2 separate regions of the Rattus norvegicus genome follow, and region 2 is linked to region 1. A link is a contact called in public Hi-C data. All regions are on one chromosome and are shown on one strand. The core of a region is the stretch at or near the end of the contact, and the rest is flanking DNA. Distances in the headings are between cores, read along the strand shown. Region 1 has its middle 260 kb from the start of Trnap-agg28. Region 2 holds the start of Sall1 (spalt-like transcription factor 1).

Region 1 (7,107 bases), core at 2,059-4,558:
AGATGTAAGTGGACTTGAAAAGGACCCAATTCCAGAGCCCTAAATAATTCCATGCTGCTGGGTTTCACACCTGTTCCCCGTCTTTTCCCCATCTTGAACTATATATAGACATCAGTATTTCGCTCAGTTCTATCTTCCTAATTTTACTGTCTTTCCCCCATATGTGTATACTCAATGCGTTTCTAATGTAAGGGGTTGAACCATATAGTTGGAAGAGACGTATACTGTGCCATAACTCCATTGGGGCTTCAGAGAAAACTCTTTTAGCCTCTTGTGTTTTCCTGGCTGCCGTTCCTTTCAAGAGACTTTGCCTGAATATTGTCTCAAGCAGGAGCAGGCCCCAGTGGAACAGGCACATAGTCTTGGCATGTTGTCCTTTATTCTTCTATGCATTCTTTCAACACACATCCACTGGGTATCTACCTGTCTCATTAGTCAGTGTCTATGCTGATTTGCGCAGAGACAGTGGAGGATCAAGATATCCAGGGATCAGGAACCAGAAAACGAAAGAGACGAGGGACCCCCAGAAAAGCATGCAAGGAATCTCACCTGCCCAGATGAGCAGTCAGGAATTTAAGGTGCAGAGAAAGGATGCTGTCTAAGCAAAGGCAAGAACCAGAAGGATGGATGGAAGTCCATAGTAGATCATAGAAAAGTGATCGTCAGACACAATGAGGTAAGCATACAGGTGTTGGTGGCAAAGACAGACCCTGAGAAACTCAACAAAGAACAGCCCAGGTCCCTTTTGAGCATGGCTCCTGAAAAGGTAGCCATGTATCCCAAACACATTGCATCTGTCTGCTGCCAGAGCTTTTGAGAAGGACCATGGACTTGAGCCAGGCTGCCTGGATTTGACTCTCATGCAGGCACTATGTGACTTCAGGTAAGTTACCTAACCTGCACAATTTCTTGATTCATAAGACAGGGATGGAGCATGAAAGCTTAGCTCCTGGAAACAAAGCGTGATGCCTAGGGGTCTGTTCTTGTAGAATGCTTAGAATAGTGGCTGGCCCTAGATCCCTGCTATGTAAGGGTTACTAGACAAAGTTAATAAAGATGGTAGAAACATTTCTTAACAAGACTTAATAATTTTGGAAACCATAAGCACCATCACTTTTAGAGGTTTACAAGGATGAAGGGTGTCCTTGCTTTCTAGTTGACTTCATAGGACTTCAGTGATAACTTCTTTCCCCTATCTTGGTGGCCACAGTTTTCCACCCATCTTCCTCCAAAAGCAGGTGACTTCCATTCATGCTTGCTGTTGGACAAGCCAAGCTATAGCATCTTCTGGGTGCGGGTCAGGACCTCCACCCTCATACATATCTTTCCCTGCCCTGTGTTTTTATGCAATGAGTTGAATGACTCTTCCCAGTTCCCCCAAAATACCCAGCATCTAAAGAGGTTCCATGCCAGCACAGTAGCACAGAGAGCCCTGTCCAATCACAAAGCCATGCTCCAAGCCTGTCTGTGATGCAGTGGTGTGTGCATGTGGCCTTTCACCAGCCAGGATTTGCCTCTCCATAAGTGGGCTCGTACCACTTTGCACAAGGTGGTGTGTTGAGCAGCAACTGGGGAAATAGCTTTGCAAGGGTAATCAGGTTAAACTGTCTCCTGAGCTTTTTCTCAGATAGCAAGCACTTGGTGGGGTGGGGGAATATCTTTCAAACAGGTTCTCACCTTGCTTCTCTAATTCCAGCTGAAGAGGTGCCAAGCACATTCCTTTGAAGGGGGGGATCTTCATTCCTTTTAGAACTTCGAAGGTTGAAATCAACTGGTACTACTACTGCCTTCTTGTCGTCGTCGTTGTCGTCGTCGTCCTCCTCCTCCTCCTCCTCCTCCTCCTCCTCCTCCTCCTCTTCCTTCCTGCCCCTTCTTCTTCTTCTTCTTCTTCTTCTTCTTCTTCTTCTTCTTCTTCTTCTTCTTCTTCTTCTTCTTCTTCTTCTTCTTCTTCTTCTTCTTCTTCTTCTTCTTCTTCTTTTTCTTCCTCCTCCTCCTCCTCCTCTTCCTTCCTGCCTCTTCTTCTTATTCTTCCTCTTCTTCCTCTTCCTCTTCCTCCTCCTCTTCCTGCCTCCTCCTCCTCCTCCTCCTCCTCCTCCTCCTCCTCCTCCTCCTCTTCTTCTTCTTCTTCTTCTTCTTCTTCTTCTTCTTCTTCTTCTTCTTCTTCCTCTTCCTCTTCCTCTTCCTCCTCCTCCTCTTCTTCTTCTTCTTCACATATTCAAAAAGACAAAATGCTGTAAGACAATTTCAAATGTACAAAGTTACATGTCAAACACAGCTCGACAAAGCAGCGCAAGTGCCGTGTGCACAAAAACGGACATTGAAATGATGGCGTGTGATGACATTCATAAATGACACGAACACCTTGCCTCTGAATAACAGTATACAGATGAGGCTCTCTGCCAAATGCTTCTATGTCCCCAGCCCAGCCAGATGGTCTTGTCTGTGTACTCTTCAGAAACAATAACCCCCTTCCCCCTCCCTGTGTAATCCCTGCCATGCAAGACCTCAGCCTGCTCTCTCTGCTCCCTGAGGGGCATAGTGCTCCACCCATAGTGTTTTTTCTTTCTAAACTTCTTCAAGGCAAACTCCACTTGGAATATTCTTTGCTGGTTTGGAATAAACCTAAAAAACTAAAGCGTTGTTTCTCCTTTCTCCTCTGACGTCATCTCAAACACCCACCCACCCACACACCTGCCTGCTCTCGGCTCTCAACTTGCTCCTCCTACCACATCCAGGCTCCCACACTGAAACCTACCTCCAGCTCTCTGCCTCTGCTGTCCCCTTTCCTCTGCACATTTGCACAGACTTATTTCATAAAAACGTCAGCTGTTAAGTTAACATTATTTAAGGGGCTTTGGGTTTTAGTTCCTGAGTGCAACCTAAGCTGGATCCTCGAAGGGCTGACAAGAAGCCCGGTCTGTATAAAACATGACCCACAGAGGCACTAAATAAATAACCTGGCTGTGGGCTCCCAGGCCTCTATTTATCACCGAGGCAATGATAAGGATCTGATTTAGAGTGAACCCTGCTGAGGGTCGAGCCGGCACAAGCTGTAATATGATCTGCAGGGGAGAGGGCCGATAACCTTAAACAATGCGAAGAAACCCTGTCAGATAAATAAAACAAACTGTTTGTCCATTAAATAGTGCTGTCAGTAAGAGAACGGAGAAGCCAAACACTGCTAAATCCAATTCCTTTATGGCTGCACAAAGCCAGAAACATCCTAACCAAGCTGGGGAGTAAGTCCCCCAGAACAGACCGGGGGCCAGGGATCTGATTACTGAGGTGACTGGGGGAGGAGACAGCAGAGGTTTGATCCAGGGCATGACCTATGTCCTCTGTCATCCGCAGACTTTGGTGTTCTGCTCTGTGCAGTGGCTTTTCATCGTGCTGGTCCAGCCCACCCGGCTGGCTTGTTGATGTGGACCCACGAGATAAGCCTAGCAAAGGAATTCTGAAGAAATTAAGGCAGGATGCTCAGAAATGCTAGTGTCTACGTGATCAGACCAGGCACTGAAGGGCTTGCCAGAGGTGGCGGAGCTCACGTCAAAGGACAACCTCCACTCAACCTCGTCATCAGGCTGCCTCAAAATACAGCCCACTGGTGTTAAGTCTGTTCATGACAGGCATTCAAGTGTGAAATATCAAGAGTCCACATGGAAATGTGAGATTTCTAACATGTTCTGTGTTGACATAGAACATTTTAGTATAATTCCATGTGTGGTTAGTTGAATGCTAGCTGGGTTTGTTGCAGCTTACAGATTGCAGCCTTTGGATTAGTGAAAGCAAGGACAAACGTTTTCCTGGTTGTCACGAAACTCGCTGTTCACATCCTGTAAGAACCTGGAGGTAGAATGGGCAGAGACAGCCATGCCTGCTCACAAGCTCTCAGGCATATCCACCCACGTTACACTTCTCCCTTCCAACTTTATGATGGAATCCACTCAGCATGCCACTGCATATGACACAGAATCACCCCACGACAGAGAATCTCTGCTATTGGTGTCCTGCAAACTGTTCTGGAGATGTTCACCTCTGCACGGAGAACTCTGATCTCATTGCCAGTGTTTCTCAATAGCAGTTGGACAGGGACTGAGTGTCGGCAGGTTCTCTCTCCTCAGGCTCAGGGCAAAGAAATCATGGCCCCACAGTTTAGCTAACACAATGAGTAGCGCCAAATGGACCCTCTGCTTCTTCCTATCTATAGGAGTCTAATCTGTGCTCTTGAAGAAATCCAACCATGTAAGTGGTCAACACGGCCAGGCTAGGTCTTCAGAGGAGATCCAGAGAAGATGCTAAACTGCCCAACAGGGGCAGATTTCTCTGGATGACTATTGGCTGGCTCTCGGTACAGGCTCAGAGCCACCAGTGATGCTTGCTGAATAGGGGCATTCCAGAACCTTTTCCTGGCAGGCCCAGCTGGGTATGACCCAGGGACATTTATCCCTGCCCACTGCATCACTAGTGAGTCTGGCCTATTTTCTACTTGCTGATTTAATGGGAGCATTAATTTTTGATTTCATTAAAGCCAGAGTTCCCAGACTTGTTTGCTTGCCAGACTGTGACTCCTCAGGGACCTTCTAGAAGACAGACTTTGTTTATATAAGGGGGTGAGTTTTGACCTGCCCATTGTGGGCACGGAAGTAAAGAAGCCCTTGTCTCGTCACTATGATCTGGAGAAGCAGGTCTTCTCCAAACCTTACAGACGGTAGAATGGACATCTGGAAATGTAACATGACCATGATTTTTAGAATCAGGACAAGATTGGGTTTCTTCAAGGAGGCTGTGGCTGTAGGTGTCTGCTGCAGACTCTGAAGGTTCTCTCTCTCTCTCTTCATGGCTCATTATGATTTCAACTTCATTTTGGGAAGAAGAAGAGGAAGTATTTATTTGCACAGAATTATATATTTTTCCAGTATTTGATGTGCACTATTGAATTACTCTGCCACCCGTCCCTTCATCAAGCTGGAATCAGGCTCTGCACTGTTTTTTTTTTTTTTTTTTGTATTTGAGATGGTTCTTGGTAGGACTTTGAGGCTTTAGGTCACACTATCTATTCACTGAGAACCTTATGTAACAATGATCAAAGATTAATTCTAGATTGAAAAGCAGTTGCCCAGAATTGAGGGAGAAGTAGATGGAGTCTCAGAACAGACTAAATGGATTGACAATACAGAAATTTGAAATGTTTTTCCTAATGATTCTTTATGTCAGTCCAGTCTTTAGTTCTGTCATAAATGGAATACTGGCTTAGCAGTTTACAGGTGGTGAGGCTGGATTTGGGGGCTGTTGTTTGTGATCTTAGCACTTAGGAGGTGATCTTTGGAGTCCACGAATTCAGGAGCAGATATGTAAATATAACAAGCTCGAATCTCAAAACAGCAACAACCATAACACACACACACACACACACACACACACACACACACACACACCACACACACACACACTTGTGCACAAGTATTTGTACATGGAAAATGGTTTCTTCATATTTGAAGGATTTCCTATATGAATGCAATTCTAAAGTTAAGGAAATAAAAATACAATGTAAGATGGCTAAGAAAAATATTGAAAAAGAGGTATATCTTGAATAATAGGAGTATAAATCCCAGGAATGTAAATGACTTTGAGTCTGATCTAATCCAGAGCTTCAAATGACAGCACTGGAAATCTTTGTTTCTTTGCTTCATCTTTTATGCTGATTTTACTTCCGATGAAAGTTTCCTCCCCCATATCATAACTCCCTACATCCAACCAACTGGACAATACTCCTGTTGACCTGTCACATTTTCTTATTGGCTTGAGACATGTGCACCTTCTCACCTCATCCCTTATTATACAGTATAATGACTGAGCAAAGTGGACAGGCAGTAAAGACATGGTGATCTTAATGGCAGGGGAGAGCAGGACTGTTAAAGACAAAGGGGGCACTGATTCTGGTCAAGAATGGACTATGGATGTTTTCTACAAGTAGAGACAAGATGTATATAGGAAAGAATTCAAGATCATTTTCTCTTTTCTGCCTCATATTAACTCATTAAGGTAGAAAGTTGAAACACTGAAATGGACACTCACCAACAAGGAGGGAGAAGACAAGGTCTCTCTGCACTTGGGAGATGTCTAAGACTTGGTTTTGTTTTGGGAAGGCTGCTTAAGTTTTTGTTTTCTTTTAAGAACCTACAGTAACTCAGTCTGGCTAATAAAGTGTTTGTCTAGTACATTATGGAAGTCCTGGGAGACTATTGAATCAATTAGAATGATTTGTAATTAGCACACCAACCTAATGACAGGGTTTCTCTAAATTGCTTGAAAATAGTTTGGTCTTTTAAGGGACTTGCAATGCCCCTCTTGTGAGCTCATTTATATTAGTGATAAGCTTATTAGCTTTTCAGAAATTTCTAGAAGATAAATTTTGTTCAGATTTTCTGCATGAAATGCCCTAAATTATGAATTAAATGATTTTGTATAATGTCTGCTGTTGTATCAAATAGAAAACTTCCCATCTTTATAAAAAATGATTCACAAAATCCTCTTGAATAAGATAACACAAGAAGCATCTTTGAAAATTCTAATCTCAGGAAAAAATAATGTTAGATTCTAAAGCCCTGTCAGATGGAGATGCCAGAAAGAATAGATCTGCCACTGAGGGTGTGTTCTCACCACTGAGGGTGTGTTCTCACCACTGAGGGTATATTCTCATACCCATACAGATTACATAAGTGCACCATGGTGTAAAATATTTTCTTATCTTTGTTTGCCTCTATTCTAGTTTGCATTCTACTGATGGGATAAAGACCATGACCTAAAGCAACTTGGGAAGGAAAGGATTTATTTCTACTGTACTTTCAGGTAACAGGCAGAAACTGAAACAGAGACCATGAAAAAAATATTTCTTAGTAACATGTTCTCCATGGCTTTCACAGCCTGCTTCTTCATAGAACCCAGTACCACATACCAGGGGTAGTTCTTACCACATTAAGCTGAACCCTGTCACATCAGCCATTAACCAAGAAAATTCCCTGAAGACTTACCTAAAACCAAATCTTACAGAGATTGTTTTCTCAACTGAGGCTGTTTGCCAAGATGATCCTAGCTTCTGTCAATTGA
Region 2 (7,573 bases), core at 3,937-6,436, 340 kb before region 1:
GACTTGGGGCCCCTAATTTTAACAGGCTGTTCCTTCCACCAGACCTGCTTGCAAAGACAAGCATGAACGTATTCGATCGAGCGACGCTCTATCTTTTCGCCTTGTTTTATTTTTTAAGGCGGGATCTGAATGTCCAACTTAAGGTTCCAGAAAAAGCTGTAAAATACAACATATGCTGCACATATTTTCTGTGCCTGAAGTCCCTTTCAGGCAGCATGCAATCAAATGACAAATGAACTGGCCTCCTTCAAGTTTACAGTGTCGGCCCTGCTCGTGTGGACGGAGACAAGAGAAACCTCTGGGAAAAAAAGAAAAATAACACGGACAAGATACTCCATTTAAAGTTCTGGTCCAGGCCCACCTCCGGCTCACAATGAAAGGGGAAAATGTCTTCCCTGTGGATGAATCAAATTGAACACTAGATGGGGATCCAACAGCAAGGGTTTGTTCACAACTTACTCCAATGACACGGAAAAGAGAGACTCCTTAAGGCGAGATCTAAACACTGACTACACAAACATTGGCAAAGTCACAAGAAACTAAATCCTGGTTGTTGGAGGGTGAAGCTGAGCTGTGGGAACTACCTGTCAATCTTCCCCTTTGGGGGTCTGGCATCTGGGGGTGGCAGGGGAATAAGGTTAGGAAAAGAAGCCAAGCTGATAAGGAGAAACTAAAATAAACTACCAAGTTCCTGCTAAGTGACTAGCAAGACTCAAATTGGGGGTCACCGGGAAGACACTGAAGGACACATTATGATCTGGACCTTGTCACCTCTGCATGGGAGGAGGCTGGCAAAGGTTAAAACAGCTCCACACATCCAGGTTTTCTAAAGCCTGGTGCACAAACTTTTTTCCTCCTTGGGGGAGGGGTGTCAAGCCTCAGGTTAATATTCTCTTTCTCTATCCTCTAAGGATATTTTGGAATACAGGCTTTCTGCACTAGGGACTGTGTTAGAAAAAGCCACCTTTAAGCTGCAGAAGAATTTCGATTTTCTGGTTACTACACACGGAGTGAGCTTGGCTAAGTTTTGAAACCCCCGGAACCTGCCCGAATCCCTCTTCCCACCACCCTCCAGATTCTCTACCAGAAAAATGTGGGCTTTCCGCCTTCTGAAGGATATTGTTGGTATAAAAAAGACAACTGGAAGCCTCCAGCCGTGGAGAAGAGAAACAGCTTCCAAACAGAACCCTGTAATTTGGTACTTGTGCCCTGAGCCATTGCAGAAACTGGATGTAAAATACATCAACAGATTCTCAATACCAAAAAGCTACCTTCCGTCCCCACAGTTTATCTCCTGCCTGATCCGGCTTTGCCCTGTTTTTTTTTTTTTTTTTTTTGTTGTTGTTGTTAACATTTTAGAAAGTATTTGCAGCCTGAAGCAAATCTCAACAAAACAAAAACAAGACCAAAAAACAGTTCACATTTTCTCATCCAGAATTTGCTATTATTGTCAAACTTAAAATAGGCTTGATGAAACATGAATTCTTTCCAACTGCCTTATCTTGCAGGTGTCAGTTTTTTTTTTTTTTTAAGAGAATTCATTATAGTTCTCTCTAACCTTTTGGGCCCAGAAATCAATGTGTGGCCATTGAGCTGCTTCCAATGAGTAAATTACTTTGGTAAATAATAGAATTTCTTTATTAATATGAGTAAGAGGGGGTTTCTCAGGATATTTCTTAGGAGAGTCAATGCTTTATCTGTAAATCCCGATGTTTTAGGTTCCTTCCAATACTATCCTCTCCTTTCAGAAGCCGAGCAGCAAAATACTGAAAACGAATGGAGACAGAATGGGGCCTGCCAGTGACTGCAGGACTCATGAAACCATCACTAAATGGAGTGAAGCAAACCAAACCAAACCAAATCCCAACACACACACACACACACACACACACACACACACACACACACACACACACACACCTGGAAATCCAAACTCAAAGAAAAGTAACCACCTATTAGATCACTAGATTCCCACATTCTCTTTTCCAAGGTTTATCCATCATGGTAAATAATCTTTCCAAGGCTAGTTATCTTTCTCCAAGTAACTGGAGACTTGTTGAATATCTTTTAAGAAATGGATCCTACTTACCACAATTCTATTTTCATAAGAAGCAGAAAAAAAACTTTACAGGAATACACAAGTAGAATAAATTAACGAGGTCCTAAGATTAATTAAATAATCTAACGTCAACCAAATAATCTCTCTCTCTCTTTTTTTTTTTTTTAAAATGGAATGGAGGTGTTGGGATGGCCACTTAGCAAGGCATAGCTTTCTTTGTAAAACTCGACACAACACGTACATAATACACAGATGAGGCCACGGAACACAGCAGGAATGTGCCTGCTTCATGGCCACGGTGGCTGGCTCTGAAAACTTTTCTAGGTTTGACTCTGTGTAGAAGTTAGACAGTTTGGGGGACAGCACGGGAGCGGGGCATGAGCAAGATCCACTTTGGTAATGTCTGATACTTCATTTGCTGTGTAATCAGACCATCTTGAGACAGGAGGAAGGGTATGGCTGGCATCTGAGCTAAGGCATTGCCTTCCAAAGGAAAACTACCAAAGGTCCAGCAGTGGCTTCTCAGGCACATGTTCTAGGTAGGGAAACGGATGGAGATTGCTGGACTCATTGAGGAAAAGTCGAGTTTTAAGAGCAAACTAGAGCTGTGTCGCGAGCATTTATTTCTATGTATCTAACAACTATCCCCAAATGAAAAGAGCTGGGGTATGGTGGGGCCCTCCTGACTGTCAGCTGGTGGGGAGGGCTGCTGGTGTAGGAGTACTGTTACAGCACACTAAATCCTGTAACCCTATTACAAAACCTGCCCTCTAGGCAACTTTTCCCAAACTTATTGTTCAGCCATGTAAAAACAGTCATAATCTAAAACTATTACTACTGAAGAAAAGGAGGGAGCGGGGGAAATGGCCTGGGAGGGGGGGGTGCTTCCTAGGGCGTTCAGGATAATCACTGCTTTGTGGACAATGAACCAGCTTTTAGGAAGAAAAAAAGGAGAAATTAAGTGAAAAAGAAGAAAGAAAGAAAGAAGGGAAACTTGATTCAGTTCCTTAATTAACTTACCTCAAAGCTCAAATAAACTAAAAAAAAATTGTTCTAATAACTAATAATAGTGAGAGGCAGTGAACTCCTTTAATGCTATCGCTTTATGAGAAGCCTTAACTATTAAAAATTCCAGATCCAGACTCAAAGCAAAGCACTAGCAAGCATCTTGCCTTCCGAAACCCGAGGTGGTGGTTGTTAGTTTTGAAAATTTTTGCGTGGAGAATACAAACAACCAATACAAATTAAAAAAACAAAACCCCCAAAACAAACAAAAAAAAAAAAACCCTCCACCTTTCTTCCCCCAGGTTATTTCCCCCCACCCCGTATGCAAATTGTTAAGTTTTAACAGCATCCCAGTGCTAAGGCCTGACTTTAGAAAAAGATTGTTGTGGGGGCGGCAGGAAGCCTACGAAACTAGCCGAGAAACCCCACAAAAATAGTCCGAGTGGTCGCTGCGGCCTTGGTTAATTTCATCTGGTTTTACCCTCAAACCGGTTCTTTTGGGGTGGGAAGCCGGGTGTGTTTTAAGGGATCTTTCCGGAGGACTCAGAATCACACTGGTGAGGCTTCGAGCTTCAAAAGGTGCTGGGCAAAACAGTTGTCCTAATGGCTTTCAGATCGCCTGAAAAAATGTCCAGGTGTCTCAAGCCAGGACTGCCCTCTCCCAACGGCGAGGAGGAAGTAAGCTGGCGGTCCCTTGTCGCTCGGGCTCTGCCTGCGCGTCCCCGCACCCAAAGCCAGGCCTCTGGGGACGGAGCCTACGATTTAGGGCTACCGCGTTCACAGAGCAGAGTGGCCAGAGGTGAGGATCTCAGGTCACGCTTCCGAGCTCTGCTGGGGTGCAGCTCCCTCCTCCACACCCGGGATCGAGGATCCCGAGGGGCAGCGGAGCCGCCGAGCCTCGGTCGGGTCGCTCTCTGATCGACGCAGCGGAAAGTCAGGCGCAGAGTCCGGTGACCCCCGAAACAGAGTGGAGCCTCTGGCCTTGGGAGCTCGGAAACTGCCTAAAACAGCTCAGGTCAAGCTGGGGTCGGAGGGGGTCTTCCCTCAGTAGCCCCAGTTCCATGCTCGGGTCTCTTCTATTCTAGGCCACAGTTCCCGCACACAAACTTTTCCCGACTCATCCAGTCCTTTCCGAACCCTGCCTTCGTCGCCGGCTCGCTCCAGGGGTCTGGCGGACTAACACCGGGGACCCGAGAAAGTGTCCAATGACCCTTTCCAGGACGGGTCCGGAAGGATGAGACTCCATAATACGTGGGGAGCACACATCCAAGTCCGACTTTGACGGGTTATGGTTGCAAGTGTGGAGAGAAACGACAGGAGGACAAACTTGGGAAGCCGGACCAAGCGACACTTCCCTGTCCCTAAGTCAGTCTCCAGAGAGACCGGCAGCACTCGGCCGCGACCCCGGGACGTCGCTCCTCCACCCCAATTCCCTGTTCTCACGGCTCGGAACCCCCAAAGGTACCACATTTTGCCCGCTAGTCAAGTGGGAACGAGAGAGTCGGGGGTGGGAGGGGGGTTACGGCGAGCTCCCCACGCGCTCGGCGTTCAGCCACCCGCACGAAGTAAACTTCTTTAACATTGGCCGCAGGGCTGGGCGGCGAGGCCCAGGCGACAGAGGCCCAGCCCGGGGACCCGGGTGGCGCGCGGGGAGCGGGAGAGACCTCGCGTGGGCATCCACGGATGGCCCCTGCCCGCAAGATCGCCCCTCGGGGCGGCCGGGTTCTGGCCGCGGCTTCTCCGACCCGCTGGGTGGAGGAGAGAGCTGGCCGGTCGACCCTACTCCGCCCAGTCGAAGACACGGAACTCGGGAAAGCTCCAGCCGGGATAGGCTGGCTCTCCCGGGACAGGGGGAAGCCTGGCCCGGCAAATTGAAATCGAGGAAGCATGAAATAAAATCAGACGCGCCGAGTGCAGAAGGCGAGAGCGCCGGTGGGCGCGGAGCCCGCCGCGTGTGCGTGGGTCCGAGTGTGCGTGTGAGTGCGTGTCTGGGTGTCCGCGGCGCGGGCCGGAGCACTCACCATCTCGCCGGGGGAGCGAGGCCACTTCGGGGTCGGATTGGAAATGTTGAGGCTTCGCTTGCTTCCTCCGCGACATGCTGGCTCAAACATCAGCTGGGGCAGAATAAAAAATTACTAAAAAAAATCTTCTCAAAATTACGGAAATCGAGCGGCGGCGGCGGCGGCTCCCCCCGCCCGCCGGCCCGCCCGCCCCCTCCCCGGCTCCCCGGCCCCGGGCACAGCGCGCATGTGTCCTGCTATAATTATGATTATCAATAATGCATTGCGATTAATCATAGAGGGGCTCTTTGAAAGGCGATTGGCATCGGGCCAGCGCTATTCAAACCCGCTCGCCTTAATCAATTAGTTCGTGATTTGCTGCAGACCCCTGTCTCTCCGCGCGCTGGCCCAATAAGCCGGCCGCGGGGCTGGCTCTGCGTGCCGCGCCGCCCGACTCTTGGTTAACCCTCTTGGCGACCGCCCGGGACTCCGCGGCCCGGCCGCCGGGGGCCTGCCTCCTCGCCACTGCGCGCCTAACGCCCCGGCCGGCGCCCCCCGCTCGTTCCCCTCCCCCCTCCCCCGCCCTCCATCCCGGGCTGGGCCGACCCGAATTAGCATGCTCGCCCAGGAGCCTAGCGGAGCAGGGCCGCGTGGGGGTGGGGCTGGCGGCGGGGGCTGGGGACCCAGGCTGCGGGCGAGCGGCGAACTTCCCAACTCCCGCGCTGCGTTCTGGCCCGCGAGGGGGAGGGAGTCCCGTGGCGGGACGGGGTGGGGGAGGGCTCCCCGTTTCGTGAGTGTTCCTTCATTTCTTTAAGAGCTACCAGAAAGCAGCCCACCCCCACTCTCATAAAAAAAAAAAAGCGAGTGGGGAAGAGCCAGCCCCACGCCGGTCCGCCTCCCGCCCGCTGCCGGGCCTCCCTCCCGCCTGCCCGCCGCCTGGCTCGGAGATCCTTCGCCCAGAGTTCTCCATTCTCAGGATCCCGGGCTCGCGGGGGTGCGGAGAAGAGGACCCAGGAAAGGTTTGGGGACGTGATGGGTTTGGGGCCTGGGGGGAGGGGCAGTTTTCTCGCCACCCCATCCTCTCCCTGCCAGGGAGCAGCGACCCTCCAGCCTCCTTAGCTCCCTTTCTCTACCTCGGACATTCCCGGGACAATTAGGGCTGAAGTTTTCGGGAGAAGCGCCCCGAGCCCGTGGGATAAGGGGGCGGCTCGGCTCCGCCCAGGACCCCCTCCAGAACCTCCCCCCGACTGCCCCGGTTGGCTGCAGGGCGCGTCACTCCGCGGGGAGGCGGCGGCCACCGTGGCGCCGCCAAGCCCGGGGAGGGTGGAGAGCAGGGACCTGACTGAGCTCCGAGTTCAGTTTCGGCGGGAGGGAGGGGAGGGGCGCCGCTAATCCAGTGCTAAGCAGAGCTCCCCCGGCCTGGGTGGTGCTGCTGGAGCCAGAACCTAGGCACCGCCTCTACCCCGGACCCTAGTGCTCCCTGCCCTAGGGCTGGAGGCCGCCGCCTCCTCTGCAACGAGGTGGCTGCCTAGAGCCGGGAGTGTGTGAGCGTGGAGGGGGGGTCCCGTCCGCTGCCCCGCTAGCTACGCCGCGACTCGCCTTCACTTTTCCGACACTTGCCACGCGCGGCGCCCAAACTTTTCTCTCCATCTCTGTCTCCCAGAGCTGGGAGCCAGCCTCTCTTACCCGCTCATGGGACCCAGGGATCCGGGCCCTGCACTCCCTCTTCCGGGTTTAGGCGCCTGAGAACCTGAGGCTCGGTCCTTGGCTTAGCTTAGATCTCCTCCTGCCTCGGGGTTTCCGCTCGCCGAGGTTCCCGAAGTCCTGCACCCGAAGGACTAAACTAACTTAAACTTCGGCTGAGTAATGGGGGTGGAGGCGGGGGAGGGGTGCAGATACACAATCCTTGCCCTATCTCGCGATCGGGAGAGGAGAGGGCTCATAAGGACGCCCCAATTCTGGAGCGCCTTTGAGTCTGGATCGTGACACAGTCGGCTCGCGCGAAGTGGGCACTAGCCTTCGCACCAGAGCCTTGGAACTCAGGACCCATGTCGCACTCTCCTAAATGGCTTTTTGCCCCCTTTCCCCAGTTCTTTCCCCCCTAATCTTTTGTGTGCTGGTTGAAAATATCTTTTTTTCGGTCTGCTGACTTTATTCTTTCTTGGTTTAACTTCTCCCTTCTTTCATTCTTCCCGTCCACCCTTCCTCCCTTTTCTTAGTTTTGTTCTTGCTCTCCCACCCCTCACGGGTCCCTAGTCTCCCGCTTTCTCCCTCACCTCGCTCTTTCCTTCTCCCCAGGTTCTGTTGGGTACAGTAGATTTTGATAAAAAGACAAACGAAGCTATCAGAGGCTCTGATGTTGAAGAATGAAGATAATAATGTTTCCATAGGTGGTGTTTCAAATGCCATTATTTCTCACTGAATATTTAAAGAGATCTCTCGGCAAAGATGGATTTGCGCGCTCCTGGGGTGCGAGCCGCTTGCTTTCCCCAAACCCCCGGGAACGTGA

The links. Hi-C and Micro-C count contacts between places; a contact is called where the count stands out from the background.
Region 2: a contact with region 1 is called in a Hi-C map of liver, with 2.8 times the contacts expected there. The contact joins the promoter of Sall1 here to the enhancer-like site in region 1. A contact is called at or near these places in 3 of 12 Hi-C or Micro-C datasets (hepatocytes and liver).

What each region holds. Positions count from the first base shown.
Region 1 is chr19:33,838,087-33,845,193 of GRCr8, reverse strand. No RefSeq gene overlaps it. Among named protein-coding and RNA genes, the nearest start is that of Trnap-agg28, 260 kb to the left of the region's middle. Within about 2 kb of position 3,308, at least 2 of the 93 cell types and tissues checked have an H3K27ac peak or open chromatin away from gene starts, as enhancers often do. A contact at or near this core is called in liver, where this site is marked.
Region 2 is chr19:34,178,691-34,186,263 of GRCr8, reverse strand. Sall1 (spalt-like transcription factor 1) reads right to left here and starts at 5,186. Exons shown (of 3, transcript NM_001107415.2): 1 at 5,086-5,186. The coding sequence starts at 5,161. LOC102553576 (a long non-coding RNA gene) reads left to right here and starts at 3,434. Exons shown (of 2, transcript XR_005496994.2): 1 at 3,434-4,525.